Regions from separate parts of the Danio rerio genome. Here region 2 is linked to region 1. The links are chromatin contacts, called in public Hi-C maps. All regions are on one chromosome and are shown on one strand. Each heading gives the region's core, a stretch centred on a gene start, on an enhancer-like site or on the middle of the called end of the contact. The rest is flanking DNA. Distances are from core to core; before and after follow the strand shown. Region 1 holds the start of ttc23 (tetratricopeptide repeat domain 23). Region 2 overlaps igf1ra (insulin-like growth factor 1a receptor).

The links. A called contact is a pair of places that touch in the nucleus more often than the background predicts.
Region 2: a contact with region 1 is called in a Hi-C map of an unstated tissue, with 2.3 times the contacts expected there. The contact joins the enhancer-like site here to the promoter of ttc23 in region 1. A contact is called at or near these places in 2 of 18 Hi-C or Micro-C datasets (caudal fin and an unstated tissue).

The regions. Positions count from the first base shown.
Region 1 is chr18:22,210,134-22,216,869 of GRCz12tu, reverse strand. It overlaps ttc23 (tetratricopeptide repeat domain 23), which reads right to left and starts at 2,616. Exons shown (of 11, transcript XM_073930314.1): 1 at 2,366-2,616; 2 at 1,402-1,573; 3 at 1,057-1,180; 4 at 1-40. The coding sequence starts at 2,439. It overlaps cttnbp2 (cortactin binding protein 2), which reads left to right and starts at 6,154. Exons shown (of 23, transcript XM_068214902.2): 1 at 6,154-6,736.
Region 2 is chr18:22,325,606-22,331,960 of GRCz12tu, reverse strand. All of the region lies in intron 2 of igf1ra (insulin-like growth factor 1a receptor), which reads left to right. Among named protein-coding and RNA genes, the nearest start is that of synm, 71 kb to the right of the region's middle. Within about 2 kb of position 3,835, at least 27 of the 62 cell types and tissues checked have an H3K27ac peak or open chromatin away from gene starts, as enhancers often do.

The DNA.
Region 1 (6,736 bases), core at 1,367-3,866:
TGTGCTTGCGATGCATGTTCCTGTGCTTGATGTGCCCATCCTGGAAAACGAGAAGGACAAACAGAGTAGTTTTGTTTCAATGATAATATGTTTGATGTTCATTATTCTTATTTATATGTATTTAAATGCATTACATAAATAAAGGTTCAGACTTTTTTTGGCTATTAATTTACTCACACTCATGTAAAAAATGCTATTTTTCTTCAGTAGAACATGAAAAAAGATTTCAGCTGAAAGCGTAATCTTTAGTAATTCATAAAATGCAAGTCAACAGCTATCAGTAAATTGAGTGAAAAAACACTAATGAAGCTAAATGATGCAAGGAACTGTACATTTTTACAACATTATTATCTTCAATCCGCAGCCTTGGCTAATAATCAGTTGTGTATTTTCTCAATAGTCTAAACAGCAGTCATGACAGATACTAATGTTGTAGCGGTATTTATTTGGCTAATAAAATGGGTTGGACGCCAGGGTTAGAAAACCCCACTACAGTTATTAAAATAATTTCATTTATGAAAAAAATTACTATTCAACAAATGTATGAATAAATCAAGTAAACCAAAATCAAATGTTCTAAATCAATGCATTAAAAAGGGGGAAAAAACAGAAACAAAGCAAACAAGCTTTAACTTCAACATATTTTTGCTCAACGCATAAACCAAACACACTTATATTTCCAGGCCCAGGCACAATACATATTAAAACACTTTACAATGCAATCAACAGGTGATAAAATATAAAATTAGTTTCCATATAATATATAAATATAAAGACTATAAGTAAGATATAAATAACGTAAGATATAATAACATTTAAATCAGGTAAATCACTTCAGAATATATAAAACCAATATTAATCAAATTTACGCACAAACAAATAATATTAATTCAAAGCCAAAATCATCACACATTAACAAATTTAGATAACTCGTTCTTGCAATTTTAAAATAGTAGATTTTCCATTTGTCCGTGCTGAAACAACTGTGTAATCAAAGGACCTGAGATAAAATAAACAGCAATTTTTTGGGGTGAACTGTCCCTTTAATAATTTTACCTTTGTATTGCAAGTAAGCTTTAGCTAGTCTTGACTGGGCTTGGGCCACTGCAAAATGCTCATTTCCATAAACCAGTCTGCTCAGTGCCAGGCAGCGGATAAGCTCTTGGATACATGGGTCATACTGCAAGGTCAAACAAATATCAAACAATCAACTACTAGACAAATGAAAATACCATGATTCTATAGAAGTATTTAAAAGAGATAGAGAGAATACATTATTGTGAACATGCCTGGTGTGATTTTTTTTATTATGATAATGTATTATTGATATGCTGTGGGACTAATATGGTTACCTAACGCATAATTTATATATTGCAGAGCACAGTATTATTCTATGCATACCTCTTCACTATCAGCAAAAGAATGAGCCCGTCTCTCACAAAGAGATAGTTTCTCTGCAGGAGTAATCATGCTGTAATTCTTTCCATCTTCTTTCTGTGAGATTATTGTTGAATCTGCTTCCTGAAGGTATTCTCCAGAACTGCCACTGCTGCTCATGTTGAAGCTGGTGAATCTGCAAAAGTTCTGAGCTAAGCAGTTTTTCAAAACATGATGAATTATACCTACAATATTAGGTGTTGAGAAACATCCCCCTTTCACTGCATGGAGTTCGGATGTAAAAAAAAAAATTAAGTACCATTTGATTTTTTTCTTCTAAAATGCATATTTCCAATAGCGGTAAAGTTAAAGTTGATTTTATATTCACATATTCATTCATTTAGAAGTCTCTATACTGTTTACCATGTTACTTTGAATATTCGATTGGAATTAGCATGCAAGTGTGACTTGAAAACAACATTAACACTGTTTGTTTGACTGTGAACAATGTTGTACTTTGATAGTCATTGGCGGGTAATATGATTTCACTGTTTAGAGTTTGCAAATAATACTTTTATAAATTTTTATTATTAAGGGGAAAGTCTGAATGTGCGAATATAAAACCAACTTTACCTCTATATATTACCACAGCCTCTCATGTTTCTGTAAACCTAATTCACTTTTTAAAGATAATAAAAAATCTATTCTCTGCTATTAAAGTGAAATCACAAAACCTACATACAGAAAACTAAAAGAAAAAGTGTGTTTTAGAAGACAATTTCAGATGGCACTTCTGCATCTGAATGAGAAATTGGTCAGAGTAGGAGTTGAGCTGAGAGCTGAGGAGTCCCTAACAATCTCATTCTGACCCCTCATTTTGTTTTCCCACAGACCAAATAATGTCAAACTGGTTTTAAACGACTAGAAAGAGAAAATAATAAGAGAATGTTCCGTTTTTGACTGAACTATTAGAAAAATGAATACATACGATTCATCCAGCGCAGTGACTGAGCAGTCCTGCTGTGATGCGCCAAACGGTCCGCTGTGCGGTGCCAGGCTCATTTTAATGGCGAAGGCAAATGACACTGAGCAGTCAAATTACAGTACAAGCCGGCTTTTGATTGATGGTAAGAATGATTTCTCTTTTATATTGCTCTTCAAAGACTGCAACGATCTTTTCAGGCACACTGGAAGTCAGAGCTGTGCCTGTGCAACCGAGAAACGACTATCACGAAACCCAAACAAACGCTGTGATTGGCTGATTCCTACACATGGGCGGGTCATGTGACTCTCAAGTCACTACATTGATAAATAATAATTGAGCATTTTAACGCCATAATGCTTCTGTTCTTACATACATCTGAACCTTTATATTTTTAGCAGTAAATTTCTTCAGAAGTATTTTAAATCTTTCCAATAATGTACATGTTGGAAATTGCTCATTTATAATTGAATATTTAAAATGTAGTACCTCGTAAAAATAGTAATAATTTATGATTATCTAATTCAATATCTTATGCGTTTATCAAATTTTTAACATTTACAATAATACTGCATTTATAGAAAAAAGGTCCCATTTAAGTAGCCTACTAAATATTAAGTGTCCTATAGTCTTTGTTAATTCATTCATTAATTTTCTTTTCGGCTTAGTCCCTTTATTAATCAGGGGTCGCCACAGCGGAATGGACTGCCAACTTATCCAGCATATGTTTAACACAGAGGATGCCTTTCGAGCTGCAACACAGTACTGGGAAACATTCATACACTCTCATTCACACACATACACTATGGACAATTTAGCTTACCTAATTCAAAGCCACCACACCGCTCAGCGTCTTTGTTAATAGTTTTTAGTAAAATTGCTAAATTGTTAACCGAGGGAGTGCTAACCTGAAGGACTTTATTAGGTTACCTATAGTTAGGTTATCCATTTATATTTATGGCAGAAAGAAAAACCGTTTATGCATGTTGACAGCAGAGTTTATTATAAATACTTTAAATTATACATAAATAAATTACAGACAATATTGTATATAGTGATATACCTGTTCATACATTTTTCAATTTTGTAAAATATTTTTATTCTCTATTTACTACTTTCTTTCTTAATGCCTTTATTATCTGTGATTTTTTTTGTCCAGTACTCTCATTCTGTTGAACTATGGAAACAGAATACATGAATACAAGTTGCTTGTATGTGTAAACATCCCAATACAGCTCTTTCTGATTCTGATAATAAATTGGATTTCAATGGGATTGTGTAGCCTATAAATAAACTAAAACCCCATTGCTGAGTATATGTATTGCAAATGGCCATCTATTTTGAAAAAAACATGAACCACATTATCATAAGCCCACATTGTGGGTAGCTGACATGCAGTGCATTATGAACAGGTCTTATATAGCCTGCAAAACAACAAAGGTATCCAATTACAACCTTGAGCATTCAGTCGTCTTGAGGGTTTAATACCACTTAAAAAATATTTAAGACTGAAACATTTAAGGACAGTGAGCAATTCATTTAAGATATTACAGTTTTTCCCAGTGGCTTTTGTGCATTTCTCACAACACTATTTACATTTGCACAACAGTTAATGCATTTCTCAAAACAATTAGTCATTTGTGCACATCATAGTAGCATAGTAGTTTCATAGTAGTTTCTCATTATTTTCAACAAATTGCAGATGCATTTGGACATGCATTAATTGCTTATACAACTCTCTGCTATTTTATAAAATCATCATTTGCTTATGTCATGTCAGTCAAAATGAACTAAACCTGTGAATGCTGAATAGTCATTCCATATTAAACTAATAGACCTCATTTCATTACTCGAGTCATTACATACAAAAATGTTGAACTAGTTGTCAAAATCTGTTAAAATAATTTATAAAAATTGTAATTTTTTTTCTTGAAAATGTCTTCTAAACTGAACAATTTCATGAATGATTTACAGACCTGTGTATGTTGAAAGTTCAGTTCCAATATGTACTGCTAAATTGTTTACAGTTGTGCACAGCTCTACCCAAAGGAAGTTTATGTTTGTTGTAAATAAGGCTGTGTTTATTCTTTTGCATATTGCTGTGAATAGTTTAGAATTTCAAAGAGCAAATGCAGTAAAAATGTGAAACCTACATTTTCAGTGTCTTGTACTCAGATACCTCACTAAATGCAGTGATGTCTAACTTTACTGCAGTTTTCAAATGGCTGTACAAATAGTATATAGTGCTGTCTTGAGCATTTTCAGGAAGTGTCACCAAAATCTGACTTTTTTTGCACTAGAAAAAAATGTGCAGAGTACACTGTCATAATGCAAACATGATAAAGCCATTTGACTGGAATACTTGCTTTTGAGGAATAATGCAGGTTATCAGCTAGGTTTTGCAATTTGTACTAATTGTTTTGAGAAATGCATTGACTGCTGTGCAAATGTAAATAGTGTTGTGAGAAATGCACCAAAGCGACTGAGAAAAACTGTTATCAGGAGTCACCACAGCGGAATGAACCGCCAACCTATCCAGCATATGTTTTTACACAGCGGATGCCTTTTCAGCTGCAATCCATCACTGGGAAAACAAACAACAAATAACAGAAATTATATTTCTCCATTTGGTGGATAAATTAATTTATAAATGATTCAATGTTGAGTTTGTGTTATATTCATCATTTGCATGTGTTTTTGATGCCTGTGATTGTATGATTTTAAAAGCATTCAGGCATAAGAAATTGTACCATTTGTGTCCTTAACTATAATTAAGTTTATTGAATTATTTTTATCATTCAGTTACAATACTGTTAGACTCGAGCAACAATAAAACACTTTATTTCAATTGTATCTTTTTCTTGATTGTATTTAGAGATTGTTGTTCATGAAAATACTCACAACACATGCAAATACAGAAATGCACCGCAAATAACACAGACCACAACGAAAATGGGCTGGGGGACCCCAAAAAATAGATTTATAGATTGTTTATTTATGTTATAAATTCTTTCCAAATAGAGATATTAGGTCAACTGATGAAATTGTATTCATATCACAATATATTTTGCAAAATAAAAACTATTGCAATGTTAGATAGATAGATAGATAGATAGATAGATAGATAGATAGATAGATAGATAGATAGATAGATAGATAGATAGATAGATAGATAGATAGATAGATAGATAGATAGATAGATTTTGGACGACACTAGGCTAATTTAGGCCTAAAATCTTGCTGTTGACCATTACTACCCACAGATGCATGCAGTGACCCACTATTAGAGATATCTGTCTGGCTATACTCATACACATTATGTTGGTTATATCACCATTGCCTTTGTCATTTTGAGTTGTTTGCTGTTCACTCCTCACCTGTGTAGGCAGCCTTCATAAAGTTATGCAATGAAGTGCAGTCTGTTTTACATTTGTGTATCAGACACACAAACACCATAGTGTATTAGAGTTTGCACTATTAAAGTGGGCATAGCTATTAATTTCCCGTCCATCTCTTTTTGACAATTTAAACAAAAGGTCAAGCCTACTCCTTGGAATTTGTTTCAGTTTTAGGGGGATCCAAACATGCCACTTTTTGAACCTATGCTACATGTTTTTGTACGACATCTTGAGCCTACATGTTCAAAAATTCAGGGCACTGAAAAACAAGCTCCATTCATCTCCATCTTATAGGGAACCTTTAAATACAAACTCGACTGGCGACAGAGAGGTTAACCCAAGCACTACAAAAATAGGAGCGCGTTCGTGTCACTCCCTCAAGGCTGTTGTTGGTTCACACCTCCTCTTTTCAGGTTTACATCTGGACTGAGCTTCACAACCTGCTCCCGTCAAAATCTAGTCCAACGTGCGTCCACAGCCCTGCTCAACGCATTTACCGGCGAAAGATGAGTACTCGGCTTTTTGCAATAGTCCTGCAGCAGTGTAATAGTTAAAATGAGTGGCGAATGCGTTATTTGATGTGTGTGTGGAGCCTGAGCCTGAGCAGTCCTCTACAGTGAGAAGATGGCGTCGGACGGAGCGAAAGGGGAGCAGCCGCCTCCGCTACAAACACTAGTAACCACTGGCCATGGAAGCGTCGAGGCGGTGAGACGCATTTACGCATAAAATGCCATTTGTCTGCCGCGATAGGTCATTAAGACGAATGTTAAATTTGACATTGGATGAATGATGTTTATAGAATAGGAATCGTCCTGTGCTGTGAATCATAACGATCAGTGGATGCTACGGTCTGTATGTTGAGAAGACTGAAAGATTTTTTTGTATGTTTGTGGTTTTGTAATTGCGGGATACTTTTTCATGATTTGATATCAAGATCGCATTTTTATTTATATTTTTATTTGGGGCAGAGGTTTTTCGT
Region 2 (6,355 bases), core at 2,586-5,085, 110 kb before region 1:
ATATCTTTAATCCATTGGCCACAGGATGGCCTTTGAGTTTTTAAAATTTTAAATAAGTATTTAACCATTAACCGGTACCGGGTCCGTGAGATCATCGACTTTCGCTTTAAGATTTAAAGGGCTAGCATTGCACCAAACCCCCTTAAGTGGTTTTGTTTGAAAGTGTAGAATCTGTATTTTATGCAAATATGCATCACTTTGGTTTTTATTTTACTGCACAAAAGTTATTTACACTTAAATACACAGAATTTAGGATGCCCGAGCTGGGTATTTTACATCGATTCATTTTCATATTTTTTATATGACACATGTACAAGTTATCGCTCAAATGAAAGCTCTTGCCAGTGCTCATACGGTTCTAGCATTCTTTTTACTGAATTATATTCACATATCAAACAGTGGCCAAATCAATCGTGTTGTTTTCATGGCGCAGAAGTGAAAACTATACATTTATGATCACTAAGCAGCCCCAGATAGCACAAACAGCTGTCATCGCTTACCTTATGCTGTGCGCTTCAGGGCCATTTCTCCTCTGTTTTTGAGGTGATGTGCATAAGTAATCCTTTTATATATCTGATGTGGTCCAATTATGTTTGAATTATGTTTGAATTATGTTTGATCAAACAAAAACATAGTGAAATATGAAAACAATTATCGGTCCCTGTGGCTTGTATAGCACCTCTCATTAGTTGGAATACAATAACTTTTGCATAGATTATGTGTAAAATTAATTACAGCACGCTAGACCACACAGAACCTAAAAGGTACACTTTCAAGTTTGAGTTTATAAAAAAATACAAAAAGCGCCTCTTTTTTTTAGGTGTTTATTATAACACAGACAACATATACAGATATTTTAAACACTTTCAATAGTGTTTTATGAAAATTCAAAGGGTTTTCTTTAAAATGATATAACATTTTTGCATTTACACCTCTGCATATGTAGCTTTTAAATTTGGGATTTGGGAAGCTTTTAAATTTGGATATGGCAAGCCAGTTTAACTGGTTAAATAAGCAGCAAACATAATTTTTTAGTGCATATCAATTGAAAATGAATGCTTCGCTTTATCGTGAGTAGTTATTTTTCTTCCCCATAACACATTTCAAACAATTTTGTGTAGATGCATTACAGTCCATATATGGAGTTCCTTGTTGTGTACATATATTTGCTTTACAACACTGCGTCAACAAACTATTCACACTATATTCCCATACCTGTTACCATTGGGATGTAAAAAGATGGGATGACCACCAACAACAACTTCTTAAATGACCCCAAACTCCTTAATCTGTTCATTCAGAGCAGTTTAATTGTATATATAATCCTAAATTAGCTTCAATTGATAGAATATGTAGCAGACATTAAATAATATGGAAAATAAAAGTTTTAGCCTATTAAAATCATTGGCCTATACAGAAATTAAATTAACTTATAAAATTTCAATAACTTTTTATTCACTGTTTAATTATTGACTAAAGTTATTACAGTTTTTAGTGAAGAGGATTTAGCCTCTTATTTTGATCCACTGTTTTGTTTGATAACAGACCTGTCACTTTAAGAATCCACAGATCTATAATGAAAGCATTCGATTACTTTTGTAACACTTTCGTGTTTATGATCATTTAAGACAAATTATTTGCGCTTAAAATAAAACACGCCAGGACGGACATGTTCTCATATTATTATTTGTCTGTTTAAAAACCATTTCTATTTTGTTATTTTCCTCGGTCTCTTTCTCTTTCCATTGTTTCTGTGAAAGCGCCGCCACCAGTGACCTGTTTGCAGAAGCAGGCTGTGTGTCTGTTGGTTTTCCTCATGTGGTTCATGGGTCTTGTGGGATTGAGCGAAGGAAACATCCACCCCTGTGTGTTGTTGTGGTTCTTTGAGTGTCTCCAATGATCCCGAGTGGAATTGTGTTTCCGGATATGAGGATGTGGCTTGATGGAGTGAGGGGTCGGACCGCAGGTCTGCTTTGGGGTGGCGGTGGTCGAGCAGTGTAACCGGAGAGTGTTTGAGAGAGCACATGCTGAAACACACGTGAACGCTTTAGGCTCGCTAGCAGACTTGATGATGTACGGGATATTGCTGTTGAAGATCCTTTGGAATGAGTCTGAGGGTTTGTTTCAATTTTTTAATCATTACTGTAAAAAATACTGGGTTCCACAAGATCAATTTGTGTTGGGGGGAACATGAAGGAATTAAGTTTACTTGTTAGGTTTTACAAATTTAAGTGGATTGAACATAAAGCAATTAGGTTGTCGCCAAAGAAAAAAACCCTCAAGAATTGTGTTGTTTCAGCTCATTTTAAATAAGTAGTTTAAAACAAACATTCATTCATTCATTTTCTTCTCAGCTTAGTGCCTTTATTAATCTGGGATCGCCACAGCCGAATGAACCACCAACTTATCCAGCTACCCATCTCTGGGAAACATCCATACACTCTCATTCACACACATACACATTCGGAAATTTTTTAGCTTACCCAATTCACCTGTCCGCATGTCTTTGGACTTGTGGGGGAAACCGGAGCACCCGGAGGAAACCCACGAGAACATGAAAACTCCACAGAGAAATGCAACTGACCCAGCTGAGGCTCGAACCAGCGACCTTCTTACTGTGAGGCAACAGCACTACATACTGCGCCACCGCGTTGCCCCAGTTTGAACAAACAACATTTTTAAAAATTATGTAAAGAAGAGGTGCCCAAACTTTTTCTTTGCGTTATCCTAGTTTTTGCCTTGAATATGCGATGCGTAGTCCTCTATTTGTCAAGTGACAGTCATTTATATATCGTTTCAGCATTGATATCGTAATGTGATCATTCAAAATGGTCACATCGCAAGTATATGCAATGTTGAGTCTGGATTATAATTTGTGTTTTTTGAGGCCTGTGGCTGTGTGCTGGTTTTAAATGCATTCAGGCATTTGAAAAATTATTATGATTAATTTTATGGAATTGTTTATAAAACGAAAACTTTGCAGTATTATTTTACATTTGATTATTCAATTACTTTATACCTGTAATAAAAAAATATCGCTATGCGTAATTTTTCCAACAACGTGCAGCAGTATTTACATTTTAAAAACTCAGATTCATTAATTGAAACATTTAATTTTTGTTTACTTTTTTGTAGCTTTTTAGTAGTAATAGTAATTTGTTGTGAATTTACATAATATATTTTACTGTGAAAGTAATGCAATTATTAGCCAGTAATTTACTGTAAATTTAAGGTCCAGTTTTTTACAGTGCAAGTAGAAAAAAAAGAGAACTGAAGTCAAAACAATTGTTGCATATTTTGTCATATCTTAACAATCTTTTTTGATTAAAAAATAATTCTAAAATTAATAGATTTACTGCTTATACAAATATTAATCTAATACTAATAATTCTTAATTATATATGTAGCTATAATGTAATATTAAGTTTATTGTAGTTAAAAGTAAAACCAAATTTGCTATACCTTTGCTTGAGCTACTGTAAGATCAAAATGAAAATTTAAAAATAAAAAGTAGCTAAAAAGATTCCAAATATAATCCTTTTTTTTAAATATTTGCTTTGTCAAAGTAAAAAAACAATATATTTTTTCACTTTTTAGTTTATATATATATATATATATATATATATATATATATATATATATATACTACAGACACACACACACTGTCAAGTAGAGCAGTCTAGCCATCGGATGAAGTGCATATGTGATTGTTACATTGCTTATCCTCCCTCTACCCACACCAGCAGGACTTGTTTACCACTTCTCTACTTCAGTCAATGACATGCCAATCATTGTGGTCCCACCCCCTCTGCTCTCATATCGGTCCAGCTGTTCACAACCTAGCCCCGCCCCGTCAGCATTTACTATCAAAACATGCTGTGCTGATGGTAAGTTCAGACATCAGACAGTTGAGTTACAGTAACAGCAGTGATGATGAATAGATATTCTTTCCTAGGGTTATTTGTAGTGTTGAGCATTTCATTTTTTTTTAACCTAAAGTCTGTGAAGAATGTTTTGTGAAAGACAGATTTATATATTATATTATATTATATTATATTATATTATATTATATTATATTATATTATATTATATTATATTATATTATATTATGTTATATGATATTATATTATGTTATATGATATTATATTATATTATATTCAAGGATCTAATGTTATTAAAACTTGTTTTACACTGTTTTCTCATTTTTATCATATATTTTATTTCTTTCAGATAATCATTCACTCACATTCCTGATGTTTTTATCTATAACAACAAAATAGAAAATATTTTATTTTTATTTTATTTTTATGTTCACATAATCTTTGCGCATGCATGAAAACCTGTAATAATATTTTCAAAATAATAATTGTATAAAAACATTATAAATTTCATTCATATAAGTAGGGCTGAGTAAATGATGCACATTCAGACACAGGTAACAATCATTATTATAGTTATTAATAATTATTATTAATGGTTCTAATAATGCTAACAATATCGATCTTTTTTTTTGTTAACGTAAGTCATAACCTCTAGAAAGCAACAACTAGATATTATTATGTTACATTATTATATGTTTCTGTATTACCTATGTATTTATGTATTGTTTTATACATTATAATTAAATCAATGAGTAAAATTTGATTTTTATCGTTGCTTGGGAAGAACAATTAAGCACAATAATTATACATTTGTTTAGTGTTATTGGTTGGTTATTGCTATAAAAGACCTATTATATTATATTATATTATATTATATTATATTATATTATATACAGTATTATTAGTCATAGGAAGAACGTTATATACAGTTCCACTGAACATAATTCATAATTGTTTCTGCCTAATCATCTTTACACACCCTTATGTTGTTATTAATCCTCAAGAATCTAGATTTCGTAATGCATGGCTGCAGTCTAGACACCTCAGCCTTTATAAACATCCTAGTACTGCTTAACAAATCCATCTGCATCTTGCATGATCAGAAAACTGATGCGAAGCAATATCCATTTAAGCAATGCTCAATATTTTATTGCAAAACGTGCATCGTGCACGACTCCAGACACACGCTCGTTGCCTCAGCATAAGGGTGGCTGTCTGCATTATTGTGTCTCCCCTCAGTGGATTTGTTTTGCACCATAGAGGAGACGTTTGCTAGTCTGCCTGCACCGGGGCCTCTCGCCGCCGGGTCACATTATCCCAAATCTAAGATTACAAACATCCCTCAACCCTCCTCGAGTCAGATCTGCCTTCAGATGCATGAATCTGTCATTTAGGCATACGGCTTGCGTTCGCTCCAGCGCTGCGTTTGAGTGTTATGGAATTCAAGACTGGCTAGCCTTTTTTTTTTCTCCCCCTACATGCGCATGTGCTATAGCAGCATGACGCACAAGCATTTTTTTCAGCTTTAGGGAATGCTATTGAAGCACATTAAACTGTGATCCAAGCAGCACATGATGCATTAATGAAAAAAGGAGACAGAAATGGCTGACATTGAAACAAAACAATAAACTGCACTAGTGAAGGAATCATATAATTTAAGCAAAATATCCCCTCGTGTTTTCGTTTTTTGTCCTGAAATGTGTTTTTGTGGCTGGTGCCGAGCCCAAGAGGATTAACATTCTGCTCTGAGATTACCCGTTTTCAACATTCGAGTTATTCTTCACACAGCCCACTGAGTTAAGACCCTAAGACAGAGCGTCATCCAAGTGTGTCAGTGGGTTCGTGCGGGGATAATAACGCTGTTTTGACCACATTCCTCTTAAAAAAATTGCGTCCATACAGAAGATATTGTGTTTAACCTTTTATATAATGAGTCCAGATGTCATTTCTGAGGACTTTTGTGTCGTGGTGCAGTGTGCATGTGGTCTGAGCGACGGCTCTCACAGACAGGAGGAAAAGGGAGGGCTGGTCAGCGAGTGCTTGTGTCCCTCATGACTGTTTAAAAGAGCAGACAGGGTCAGTCACATCAGGACCGTCACGCCACAGGGCCCTGCGCTAGTGTGCCGCTTCAATAAACAGGCCAGATAATGTGTAACCTTCATGTTTAGAGAGTTATTTTCATGGTTTGGAGAACGACAGGCTGATTCCGGACATAACAATTGTGTCCATTTTCCTTCTAGGGAAACTTATTTTTAAGTTATTGAGACTTTGTAAACAACGGTCGAGACATATGTCCACATCATTGCAACTTATTTTAAAATTGTACATTTTATTAGCAAATTTTGTGGTGACTAAACAACATTACCAACAATCCTGCATCAAATTCAACCAATCAGAGGGTGCAAGGCATCTGTTCACAAGATTGCGGCTTATTTCAAAGTTGTGCATATTAAATAGCAGAATTTGTGGTGGAT